2 separate regions of the Astyanax mexicanus genome follow, and region 1 is linked to region 2. The links are chromatin contacts, called in public Hi-C maps. All regions are on one chromosome and are shown on one strand. Each heading gives the region's core, a stretch centred on a gene start, on an enhancer-like site or on the middle of the called end of the contact. The rest is flanking DNA. Distances are from core to core; before and after follow the strand shown.

Evidence for each region. A called contact is a pair of places that touch in the nucleus more often than the background predicts.
Region 1: a Hi-C map of muscle shows a contact between it and region 2, with 4 times the contacts expected there. The contact joins two enhancer-like sites. A contact is called at or near these places in 2 of 3 Hi-C or Micro-C datasets (blood and muscle).

What each region holds. Positions count from the first base shown.
Region 1 is chr24:21,440,924-21,446,938 of AstMex3_surface, reverse strand. It overlaps rassf5 (Ras association domain family member 5), which reads right to left. Exons shown (of 6, transcript XM_022682719.2): 4 at 3,790-4,072; 5 at 2,231-2,346. Among protein-coding and RNA genes, the nearest start is that of dyrk3, 16 kb to the left of the region's middle. Within about 2 kb of position 3,973, the one cell type or tissue checked has an H3K27ac peak away from gene starts, as active enhancers do.
Region 2 is chr24:21,403,452-21,409,804 of AstMex3_surface, reverse strand. All of the region lies in intron 2 of rassf5 (Ras association domain family member 5), which reads right to left. Among protein-coding and RNA genes, the nearest start is that of rassf5, 41 kb to the right of the region's middle. Within about 2 kb of position 2,809, the one cell type or tissue checked has an H3K27ac peak away from gene starts, as active enhancers do.

The sequences.
Region 1 (6,015 bases), core at 2,724-5,223, 36 kb before region 2:
AGGATTTGCTTGGCTGTCTTATTGAGGTCAGAATGTTAGAATGATAAATGATCACCACTACACCTTACTCCATTCTGTCAAAAAGTGAGCAGTGAGTTGGATGGAGCACCATTAATCCAGAAAACCCATGTCTGGTATTAAGCATGGTGCCAGTATTTTAATGTGTAGGTTCATGTATATCTGCTGCAGAGATTCCTATTCTACTGGCAATACATCTCTTCTATAGCAACTAGACAAGCAGTGTTTTCATGCATTTGCACACCTGAGTCAGCAGAGGGTGCAACTTAAAGTAAAGTAGATTAATTCATTATGCATTTATTATATTTCAGGTTCTAGGGCAGTCCTCAGACCCTGGTCTTGGAAGACTTTTTGTTCCCATGTATGCAGCTCTGGAAAAAATTAAGAGACCACTTCTTGCATCTTGGCATGTTCTCCTCCACCAGTCTTACACACTGCTTTTGGATAACTTTATGCCACTCCAGAGCTGTATATAGTCATATCAGAACATTATGACCAGCCCTGGTTTTGAATTAACTCAGCTATGTGTAATGAAAAGGTTTGCTGCGTGTACGCGGCAAAAAACATAATGCTAAGCGAAAGAAATAATCTAATTTTAAGGCAATAAATCGTTTCTTTTCTCTGATAAGAATTTTTGTCTTACTAAGCATTGTAAGTGTACGATTATTTTGCCTATAATATCAATCAGTCTCACTTACAATTGTCACATTTTTAAGTAATTTGAACTCAAAATAAGTACAAAAAGTCACCAGTCTACTTATGATTTTGGGATTGGCAGATTTTTGCTTTAATAAAAGTGTATACATCTTAATTAGTATATACATTTTCTCATTTTTGCAAACTGATATTTTTGTAGTGTATAAATAAATGAGCTTACCAGCAGAATGCAAACCATCATGGGCAAAGGACTGGTCACTAATAAATAATAATTGGGCAGATTCATGGTATATTAAGAATTTATTTGTGCATATTGTGTAAGTGCTTCTCTTATTCATTGAGTGGTGCCAGTTAACCAAGGTTCACTGTGAATATGTCCTCCATTTTCAGTATGGTTTCATACTGCAAGACTGGAAAAGTATTTTAGTGGCATGTGCATCAGTGGCGATTGCAAGGGACTGCAAGGGAAGCTCAGCGTCCCCTAAAATGTAAAAAAAATAAGTGATTAAATATATACTGTTGTGTGTACATGTCACTGAGTAAATATGGGCTACAACGCGCTGAACTTAGATCAGAATCAGCTTCTTATCACTGGTAACGCTGCGGCTTTCCTCTCACTCATTCCCGCAGCTTCACAGCGCTGCTTTAAACAGTGCGGACGCTGAGCGTCCACAGACTGTAATAGCGGAGCAAAGCGCGCGGCGAAACGAGACGAGCCATTGGATAAATGCTGGGCTTTGTCCCGCCCATCGGACGCTCAGCGTCTCTGGGGGTCTATGGAGCAGTGGGCTGGCCTCGGCCGGCCCGGACGCTCAGCTTCTGCATGATGATTGGATGATCTGTCTGAGACGGAGTCCCTTTTTGATTGACAGCGAAATGAGCGAATCAGCGATCTTTTTGTGTAAAAATCCGTTTTGGAGAAGCCATTTGATAGTTTTCCTTACAAAGAAAAACTTAGAGTTAAACAGCAGGGCAGATCAACTGCTCATATTAATTTGGTGTAAAAGGTGGGGAAAAGTAAAAGGTATTTTCAGCTGTTCTGGTATGATAAAGTGAGCTGGCTGACTGGAAGTGCTGTAACAAATTAAATGTACTGATGGCCATTCCTCTTAAAGAAACCATCTCAGGACATAAGTATTGTGTTATCATTAAAAATAATTTAAATGAATAAAGGGATTATTTTAAGGAAATTAAAACTGTCCAAAAAGGAGCTAAATTTACCTGCATTTTTTCCTTTACCAACTTTAAAGATTTTGCGTAATGTTTTTTTTTACTGATCATTTTATGTTTATTCATGTCATAGCGTCTTTTTATGTAATTGTTCAATGTAAAGAATGGGTACCTTTTTGTTGTGTAGTGAAAACTTGAAAATAATGCCTTTTGTTTACAAAAAAAACATCTCAGGGAGAGTAGAATTTACGTATAAATAAAACTACATATGTTAAGATGTAGGCCGAAATTGAGCTCCCCCCCCTGAAAGACCAGCATCCGCCACTGATGTGCATATAGTACATATGTATGTATGTAAAAAGTGCAGCACTGCATAATAACTCACCTCTACCTCCCCGGTCTCGTTCTCCTTCAGCACAAATGAGAGGTTCTCCAGATCTGGACCGGCCAGCAGACGCAGGAACAGCGGGTGCTCAGTGCCGGCCAGCTTCTGTATAAGATCTAACACATGCAAGACACAGGTACATTAACACCAGGCACATATTCACATGTTTGTAAGAAATATTTGTAAGAAATGAGAAATTTCCCTCCCTCAATCAGTCTACATGAGCATGCTAGCCCTGTAGGGGGCGAAAGTACCTCATAAAGAGTGGCATCAATGCACTATGAAGAAGGAAATGGAGAAATCACTGAGGTTTTAGCACAAATTACACTCTAAACACTACTCCCTTAATTACGAAAAGACAGATTCTAAATCTGAGGATTATATATCTGCAGTGGAACACTATTTACAAGGCCTGTCATGATAACCACTTTAATGACAATATTGTCATTAACACTATTTTAATTCACTGATTTAGAAATAATGCATGAAATAATAATGCATTTAAAGAAGGAAACGCAGCTAAAATTGCTCCCACCGTTCGCTATGGTCATTGCTATGACGTTGCTAGGCACCTGCTATTGTGTCTGTGGGGGTTGCTAAGGTGTTGCTAGGTGGTTGCTAAGGCATTGATATGGCATCCATGGTGGTTGCTATAGTGTTGCTAAGCAGTTGCTAGGTGGTTGCTAAGTGGTTGCTAAGGCATTGCTATGGTGTCTGTGGTGGTTGCTAAGTGGTTGCTAAGGTGTTCCTAGGTGGTTACTAGGCAATGTATTTGCATAAATGAGATTTGAAGCAATCAAAAGCAATGCGCAACCATAGTTATTAAGTATATTTAGATTTACTGAAATATAAAAATGTTTAAAAAAATAATAGTAAAATAAATAAATAAAAGCACAATTTTTTTATTTAAAAATCAATCTAAATTGGGCTCTCCTTGCTTAGTACCGGTAAACACAATGGAAAACTGAGGTCAGCTAAAATTATTGAGGTTTGGTCCACACATTTTTATGCAGGCCCGTTGCAACACGGCAAGCAAACCAATCAATTGCTGGGGCACCGAGATCACAACCAGTTTGGAATTAAACAAACAAAGTTAGTCATTCCTGCACCCGGCAAAATATGAAACTTCAGCTATCATAACGCAGAGTTTTCCATCAGGAATCCAGAAAAGAAAGAAGAGAAAGGAAGGAAGGCCCATTTTGCTTGTGGCCTTCAAATGCCTTAAATCTGCCCTGGCGACAGGCCTAGTATTTACATTTATTCATATGTGGAAATGTGCAGACAAGTGCTGTCTGGTTGTAGAAGCTGCAGTTTTAGAGCATAAGCTGTTCACTATATAGAGAGTTTGGAGATATTTGAGATTCAGACAGAAATATACACGTGCTGTGATGTCAGCATTTTTATAAAGCTCTGAAAAAAAAAACACTGAAAACAAAGCTTTCACTAATCTCCAGCTTGGAGAGCATTTTTGAAAAAACTCAGTTTATAATGATTAAAAACAGACAAAAATCTCTTTTATAAAAAGATCTGGATTCGTGAGTATGAACCCACACCCTTACCCTGGCCGTCCCTGTGGGTCCTCCTGTAGAGGGCGAATTTGCGTGGATTGTCCTGCACTGTGTACTTCTTCAGCAGGCCCTGGATGACCTCGTTGACCGTGGTGGTGCTGCTGATGTGCAGCTGCTTGACCGTGTCGCTGGGCATGTAGAAGGACGTGCGTCTGTCCGAAACGTCGGCGGCCGGACTGCAGCCTGGGGCCTTTCCATCCGGGGACAGTATGGTGACGGGCCGCCGCAGCTTCAGATGGACCTTAATAAAGCCGGTGTAGGTGCCATCTTCAGCCTGAGGGAAAAAGAAATGGGGAAAATGTGTCAGTAAGTGATAGGGATGCATTGAATATTCAGCAACCAATATAATTACATTGATTAATCTCTTTTTACTATTTTATATATTTTTTCTAATTTATTGTTGTATTTTTATTTTTCTATTATTGTACAGTGTCCTTGGGTGCTAGAAAGGCGCCTTAAAATAAAATGCATTATTATTATTAATATTATTATTATTATTATTAATTTGACCAAAAATCGACAAAAAACAAATAGAAATATAGCCGCAAGCGGCAATCGTCGGGTTCAAGCACCAACTTGCACAATGGTGCCTACTGGAGCATTGAATGGTGATGTGTAAGAAGGTCTAATATGATTGGAGATGCCCTGTCACATTTAGAAATTATCAAGTTTTTCACCTGTTATTAATGTTGAGCAGATGCCTTTCAACCTGATCAGTGCTTAAATTCACATGTAAATCTAGTGAACTTTGTAGGATATTCATTAAGTGAGTTAGAACTAGTCAAAAGGTGTCTACATGTTATTGGTATTGATCAGGTGGCTTCAACCAGAATGTTCACAAAGTGGTATTCAGATTGACCTTTGAACCTTTGCAGAACAAGCTGAAATGTTTGACCAAACAAGTTTAAATTAACACAAAGGAGTGAATGTTCTGATATGACATGTAATTACGAAGTTATTATAAATCTAGTTCTGAATTAAATGGTGCTTCATCAAGCACCAACTAGCACAATGGTGCCTACTAGAGCATAGGATGGTGATGTGTAAGAAGGTCTAACACAATTGGAGACATTCTGTCACATTTAGAAATGATCAAAAGTCTTTCACCTGTTATTAATGTTGAGAAGAGGCACAAAGGAGTGAATGTTCTGATATGACATATAATGTCAAGTTATTCTTAATCTAGTTCTGTATTAAATGGCGCTTCATCAGAGTGATATTGTACAGAGGTCTTTAACATTGTGAGATTACAGCAAATACTGCAGAGTTACAGCAATTTAGGTTAGAAATTCCAAGGACGCACAGATTGCTTGATGCCTGGAGAGTATTGTATGTGAAATTTTCACAAATGTTTTTAATGAACATTTACCTAGAGACTCTACAGTGTGCAGCAAGACTGAAATGGAGGTGATAGGCCAAATATCCAGAGAGTAGTTTCAATATAGCTATTTTCAAACAATTAGCAATTATGAATGAACGAAGCACTTTTTAAACATAGTTGTATTGAGAAATTTGTCAGAGCCACTGTACTAAATATGGCAAAAACAATTAGATGTCAAAATAGTACAGCATGATTGACATATACTCGTTTTTTTGGAACAGCGCCCCCCAGTGGGCGGATTGTTTCAGCACTTTGCAGGTCACTACAGTGTCTCCACCTGAACATAACTGCCAAATATCATCCAGATTGGGCAACATTCAGCCTGCCAAAATGTCTGCTGAATGCTGATTGGCTGATGGTGTTCAGCCATGTTGATTGATTAAGTTGCCCTTTGAACATCCTTTAGAGGCTGTATGATAGATTCTGCATGCAAAGTTTCAACTTGCTAGGTTGCACGGTTGCTGAGAAACAGTGCTCCAAATTTACCTCTTGAAGTGAATGGGGCATATATCCGGAAGGACTAATTTGCATATGGCGGCCATATTGTTTACATATTTCAACTTTTTCTTAATGAATATTGAAGCGCATGCTCTCACGAGTGTTTTGATACCAAACATGCCAGGATTGGTCAACATTCCTAGGACTAGTTTGCAAAAGTAGGTTTTGCATATTATGCAAATTAGCAAAAAATCTATATAGACGGGAGTGCATGGTCCAAATTGGAAAGTTGTTGGTATTGACCCAAGGAATCCATCAAAAAAAGAATTTTGAATGTAGGTCTTATGGTTTTTGAGTTATTGAGAAAATTGTGAAAAATGAATTTCCTTGTTTATAGC
Region 2 (6,353 bases), core at 1,560-4,059:
TGTTACAAGTCATCATGAATTGACCATGAATTAAACTACATTAACCCACAGTTCTTGAGAACTTAATCACTCTGTTAATAAAAAAAATCACATATTTCCACAACATCACAGATTTAGTTGGTTAATGGCGTATAAATCTACTTAACTATGTAACTATGTATAAAACATGTAATCCCCAAGCTAATCCTGTCTTTGATGTGGAGCGACACATTGCCCTAACTGCTAGTGTGATGATCTGGGGGACCATTGCATTGTATACAACCCGATAGTATTAATACAGTTGACTAACAGCTCAGGGATTTGTGCAGAACATCCTGCAACCATGTGTTGCCTCTCATGGCAGATCTTCCATCTGGCATTTTTCAGCAGGGTAATGCTCACCCACTAACAGCAAGAGTTTCCCAGGAATGATTTTGCCAGATTGCAAAATTGGCCTACATACCTAAACCTGTCCATTTCTGGATCTCAAACAGAACCAGCATTTGTTTCTAAAAATGATAAAAGTCCAGATGTGGCAGCCCTAAAGTTTCATTTACACAATTTAACACCATTGCAAACAAAGACCAAAGCTCTAAGTATCATGCTTACTTGCACGCATGATGTTCCACCAGTTTTTAAGCTGCTTCCTTCTTTTTGTTGATATCTCCAATTTTCCAGTAATGCAGCAGTGGTTGTGCATTCACAGACAGAAACAGTTTCCCAGGAATGATTCTGACATATTTCAACACTTCCTTGGCCTCCATACCTGAACCTGTCCATTGTTGGATCCCAGAGAACCAGGTTTTGTTTCTAAAGATGATAAAAGTCCAGATGTGGCAGTCCAAGATTTTTATTTTCATTCACACATTTTTAACACCACTGCAAACAAAGATCACAATGGCTGGCTGACGGACAGTCTAGAGAGCTGGGAAATTAGTTGAAACTAAAATGTTTCTTCTCTCAGTCTAACGATTTGCCCTTGGAAAAATGCCTAGCAGCCAACAATGTCTCACCAAGAGGTATAATACCCAAATGTGGCCTTTGAGACTTTTTATCATCTATTGGGAGAAGCATTTTACATCCTCTTGTGGCAAATGTCTGTCTCTATCTAATCAGACAACTTTTTTTTGTAAGGGAGTGTCTAAAAACCTTTTACACTCTAATCCCTCAAATCAATTCTCAGTCGTATCCAGTTTGACTACAAAATCCACTGTGCTTTCAGTGGATGTACCCCACACTTCAAATAAAATCAGCTATTCTCCATTAAATAAGAACAAATCTCTCTAATATAGAGGTTATATAAACTCTGAGCTTCAGCATCAGATGCAGAAAGCTGATTATTAGTGGCACAGAGAGAGGACTTTAAGGGCACGTTAAGGGGGCAGACTGTGGTTTGGATAAGCTAGAGAGTACAGTGTGCCTGGGGTGGGCTCTAACAGGGTTGAACGAAGCCAGGAACAGCCCAAGCCACAATGCTCCAGGGACTGAACACTGAGATCCGCAGCGGGGGGACATCTCCTAACTCGCCCCTCGGAGTCACAGACAGTGTGAGGTTGCCGTTTGACAGTAATGAGTGAGCACAGAGCCGCCAGAAAAGACAAAGACTCTGAGGCGACAGAAGCTGAAGCTGGAGCTTTTAATCTATGCATGTTGTTTTGATTTCTGTACAGCAAAAGTACTGAGCCTTTTGTGGCAGGATTCAGGTGCAACCAGGGCTCACTCTGCCCCCAAAAATGAGTGGGTTTCATGATTGAAACTGGCATTTATGCAGTTTCACTGCCACAAATAATGGGGTGGAGTCATAAAGGTTACAATATTCTTAAAATGCTAAAACGCAATTACACATCAAGACGTTTAATGCAAAAAGCACTTGGCCTTGTAGTTCACGTAAGTCATAAAACTCTTACAAAAAAAAAGAAAAAAAAAAGAAAAAAAAGAAAACCTTTACAGCACCCAATCCATCTGTTTCACCAGTGCAACTGAGACATTTCTCTTGGTAAAGATGTTCTGGTGTTGGTTTCTTTCCACGGAAGGGTAAGCGCAGACCTATAGACAGCCACAGACTCAGCTTCCCTTCCTTGGAAGTTGGTGGATGTACGTCACAGAATACTGTGTCCTACGACAGTCTGAACCTTTTGTGTTGTGTTGGAAAAATTATATCTATTAAGCTATGCTAAACAAATATAAATAACATAAAATTAAATAGCCAGTTGAAATGTTGGGTTAGCATAGCTAGCTACTCTATGATCAGCATCCATTGCAGTAGATAGAATGTAGATTTCGTTCAGCTTGAAAACCATAAATGAAAAGACCAGAAAAATAAACAAAATGCAATTGTCCTAACCTTCCTATTTTCAGAGGCATTGCGAATAATGGTGTTTTAATGTGAACTGCAAATAGGCAATTGGTAGAAAATGAGATAAAATTAGAAATAAATTATAAACAAATGTAAAAATTGGGATAAACTTAAACATACTGCTTGTGTATTGTTTGCACTAGGTTTCCTCCCTGCTTTGTCTCTGCTTTTTAGATCATTTTCTGATAAATAAGAGCTCTAAGTACCATGATTACTTGCACGCATAATGTTCCTCCACTTTTTAAGCTGCTTCCCTCTCATCGTTGATGCCTCCAATTTCCAGTAATGCAACAGTGGGTGCAGCACTCTACTGACGAACACTATGTATGCACGCTTTCGGGAATTCCCAAATTAGCAAGTTGGTAATGTGTTTCTAATGGCAGTGGAGAGCACACAGGCTCTAGGAGAGACTCCGAGGCCATGAGGGCTAATGCTAATGCTGAGGCTATGTGCTAAATTTGGCTAGCGGAGCTGTGTGCTGCTGCTGAGGGCATGGGAGTTCAGGGTGGAGGACTGTGCTTGCATGATATGAGGGGAATCAGGGCAAAGCGCTCAGTGGGAACATTACTCATCCTCTCCAAACAACAAAGAAAGAGAGATAAATCAGGGTGAAGGAGCAGTGAAGAAATGCACAGTGGGGCTAAAACAGATCACATGATTATATTTTTTAGATAAAAGCGAAGAATAATAGCCTAGTAATTTCCATTACTATGCTAGTACCTGTGTCTACGTATAGTCATTACTATACCTAGAAAGATCCATTTGAATGTCCAAAATAATAGCATTAGCTAGGACTGGTTACTGGCTGGTTATTATTGGTATATTTGTCATTGACTGTTCATACTGTGTGTTGTTATAATACTTGAACACTATAATAAAAGTCCTTTAGAATGCTAGTCAGCCATGCTATGAGGCTCCTGGGTCAAAAAGGTTAAGTGCCTTGCTCAGGGACCTGGGTCTTGAACCCACAACCATGTGACTAATTATTAAAGCAGTGCTCTAACCACTAAGCCACAGTAGCTGGCTTTATAACTAGCAAAAACACAAAAATGCATGAAAATAAATCTAGAAATATCCAAGTTATTTTCGTGATTGTGGTAATATACATACACACACTATTTCTTAATAAGAAATAGGTAATGGGTAATTAACATGCTAATGTCACCCGACTGCGCTACACTGAAGAACCCTGAGTGTAAACACGCTGGCTACAGGCTGATAATACTCACCTCTGAATGGTGAAAGAGCTAGAGCTTAGCAAGGTTAGCAGCTAATGCTAACGTTGCTCCAGTCTTAATTCTTAATGCTGAAGAGAACTAAACTGAAACTCCTGTATAACGCCAAACTTCAGTGGAGTAGCTTAACTGTTTCTTAAAACCTGACTAGTAGAATTCATACATAAGGTCCACGGTATCATAAGGCACACTGACGCTTTTTGGAAAATTAAAGGATTTTAAGTGCACCTTTTAGTGCAAAAAATACGGTAATGTAAGGATTTGATAGCTTTTAACAACTAGGAGAGCATTATTGAGGTGAGGCATTTACAGTACCTACATCGGCAACCGGCTGCAAACCTTACCCAGCCTATCTACTGCAGTGTTGGCATTGCAGTTACTATAGCTACTGTGCCATTAGCATTTAGCACTGCTAGTGTGCCATTAGCATTGGTTTCGTACCATTACACGACATAAGCTTCTCAACCGAGCCATTAGCATTGCTCAGAATCACTATAGCATTGCTATTGTACCATTAGAATCACAACCATGCCTGCTGCTGGCCTTTGCCAGAATTTCTACCCCTGCATTAGCATTAGCTTTGCTAAGCATACGCTCAGTCTTGCTACTGTGGTATTGGAATCTCTATTGCAGTGTTAGCCTCGTCCAGCATCACGGCTAACACAGTATTAGCCGTATTAATCATAAATATTTCATCTACATTTAAGGCTGGAGTCCAAAACCAGGCAGGGTCATATAAAATGCTACATGAAAAATAATTGAGATCATAGTTTTTATCACAGCATAAACATTTTCCAAATTTAGTGTGTTCCTATTGTTTGTATTGCCGCTGACGATTCCATCCAGCAAATGGCGGTTTGGATTTTCTGGGTTTTTTTTTTCGTATTTTATGATGATTTAACAAGCATTTGTGTGGAAACCCTCAGCTTTACTATTACTATACTCTAAATACAGGCTCCTTGAGCTGCACTGAGACTGTCCAGACCACTGACAGTGCCTGTGATGTCATTATCTTGTGACAGATCTTCCGTTCAGACCAGACTGGCTCCGCTTCAATGCGTCTGATCAGGTTAATGAGCAGCGATGCTAAAGAGAAAAGAGAAAAGTCTCTGGACCTGAAAGCCCCAACACAATGATGTCAATCTAAAAAGCATATGGTCAATTCAAAGCTTTTGTGTAGCGCTAATTGAGTTACGCCTTTACAAAATGTCTCGGATGCTTTCCTCTGAATGGCATCCATTAGGTTTCACTCATATAATGGAGGGTACTCACATTTACATCACCATACAGGAGAAAGATCCATTAAAATAATCCAATATTATCATAAACAGGCCCTAAATAGGCCAAACACTGACAGACAGAGACAGTGCCTCCCTCTAGAGGTGAGTTACGATACTGCAGCTTAAACACTTGTGATCTGTACAGCCCATCTGTCATGTGGTTAATGCAGAGACATAAATAAAGAGGTGAGAAAGAGCATATAGCGCGAAATGCCGTCCACTGCACGGGAACGTTAGTGCGGGTTTTAGCCCTGAAGAGAAACGGTTCTAATGACCAAAGCTGACAGGCCTCCATTCAGCAGCTCTCCGTCTCCATGACAGGCCAGGCCAGCTGGGTTCTCTCTCATTACTGACAGAGCTGAAATAGAAGCTGTCAGGAGAGGCAGATGAGAAACATGCACTGGAGAGAGGAGAGATGCTGGTATAAGGAAAAGATGGTTTAGAAAAAGGTTGAAACTGTTCAACTGAATATAATGTTGAGAAATGGACTGGAGGGTAAGATTAAGATAAACGCTGTTGAATGCAGGTAGATAAATCCTTTTGAACCCTAATCTTTTGTTATGTTCTTCATCATAGCACAGAAGGTACTATAAATTGTTGTATAGTAAAAGTAAGAGCATAGCATATTTTGTAAAGACCCACAGGGCCTAGCTGTAGGGTCTATAAAAGTGAAGGTAAAAGATGCACACACAGTTTGTCTGGTCCCTGTAGAGAAATATTGCCAATATAATAGTGCTGTCTGGAGCATATGACTATTGCCATGTATGGTTTAATTAGACCTCCACAGATAGCAAGTTGTTCTTCTATGGACCACTATTGGTAGGTATTGATCACTGCATACTACATAAACCCAACAAGACCTGCCTGATTAGGAGATGTTATGACCTTCCAGTCATATAGCCATCACAATCTGGTTCTTGTCAAGGTATCTTGTTGTTTTACACCAGCACTACTTGGTCTGGTTAAAACAAACTTTGGTTCGTTTGTACCATTAGTGTGGTTCAATTGAACAGGTGTGAAAACAGTAATCGCACTCGGGTGCGGATCAAAACAACTGTACCAAGACCTGCTAGAGGAACTCTGGAGTGGTTCACTTGTGGTGACAATGTGATCCGTTCTCGATCTGACCCAGCTCTCAAATATACTCCATTTATTTGAGCTAACCTGCTGATAAGGTGCAGTTTAATCTGATATATTAGCCAGATAACGCTCATTTCCACAGCTATTAACAAACGCTGTCACTGCAGCTCCATGCTGTTTACACGTGCGAGCTGTGCTGCGTTCACTACAAGTCATATTGTAAAAAAGATCCTTAACCCTCTGTTCTATAGACCCTGAAATTGAGACTTGTGGGTATCCACAAAATGATGGGCTAAGTTAGGTAGTAGGGGATGAGGTGGATGAAGTGTGGATCACTCAGCATCCTGACCTCATTAATGTTCTCATCAAATATATGCAAATCTATCATTTGTTAAAAAAAAAAAAAGAGTGGGCAGTTCACTG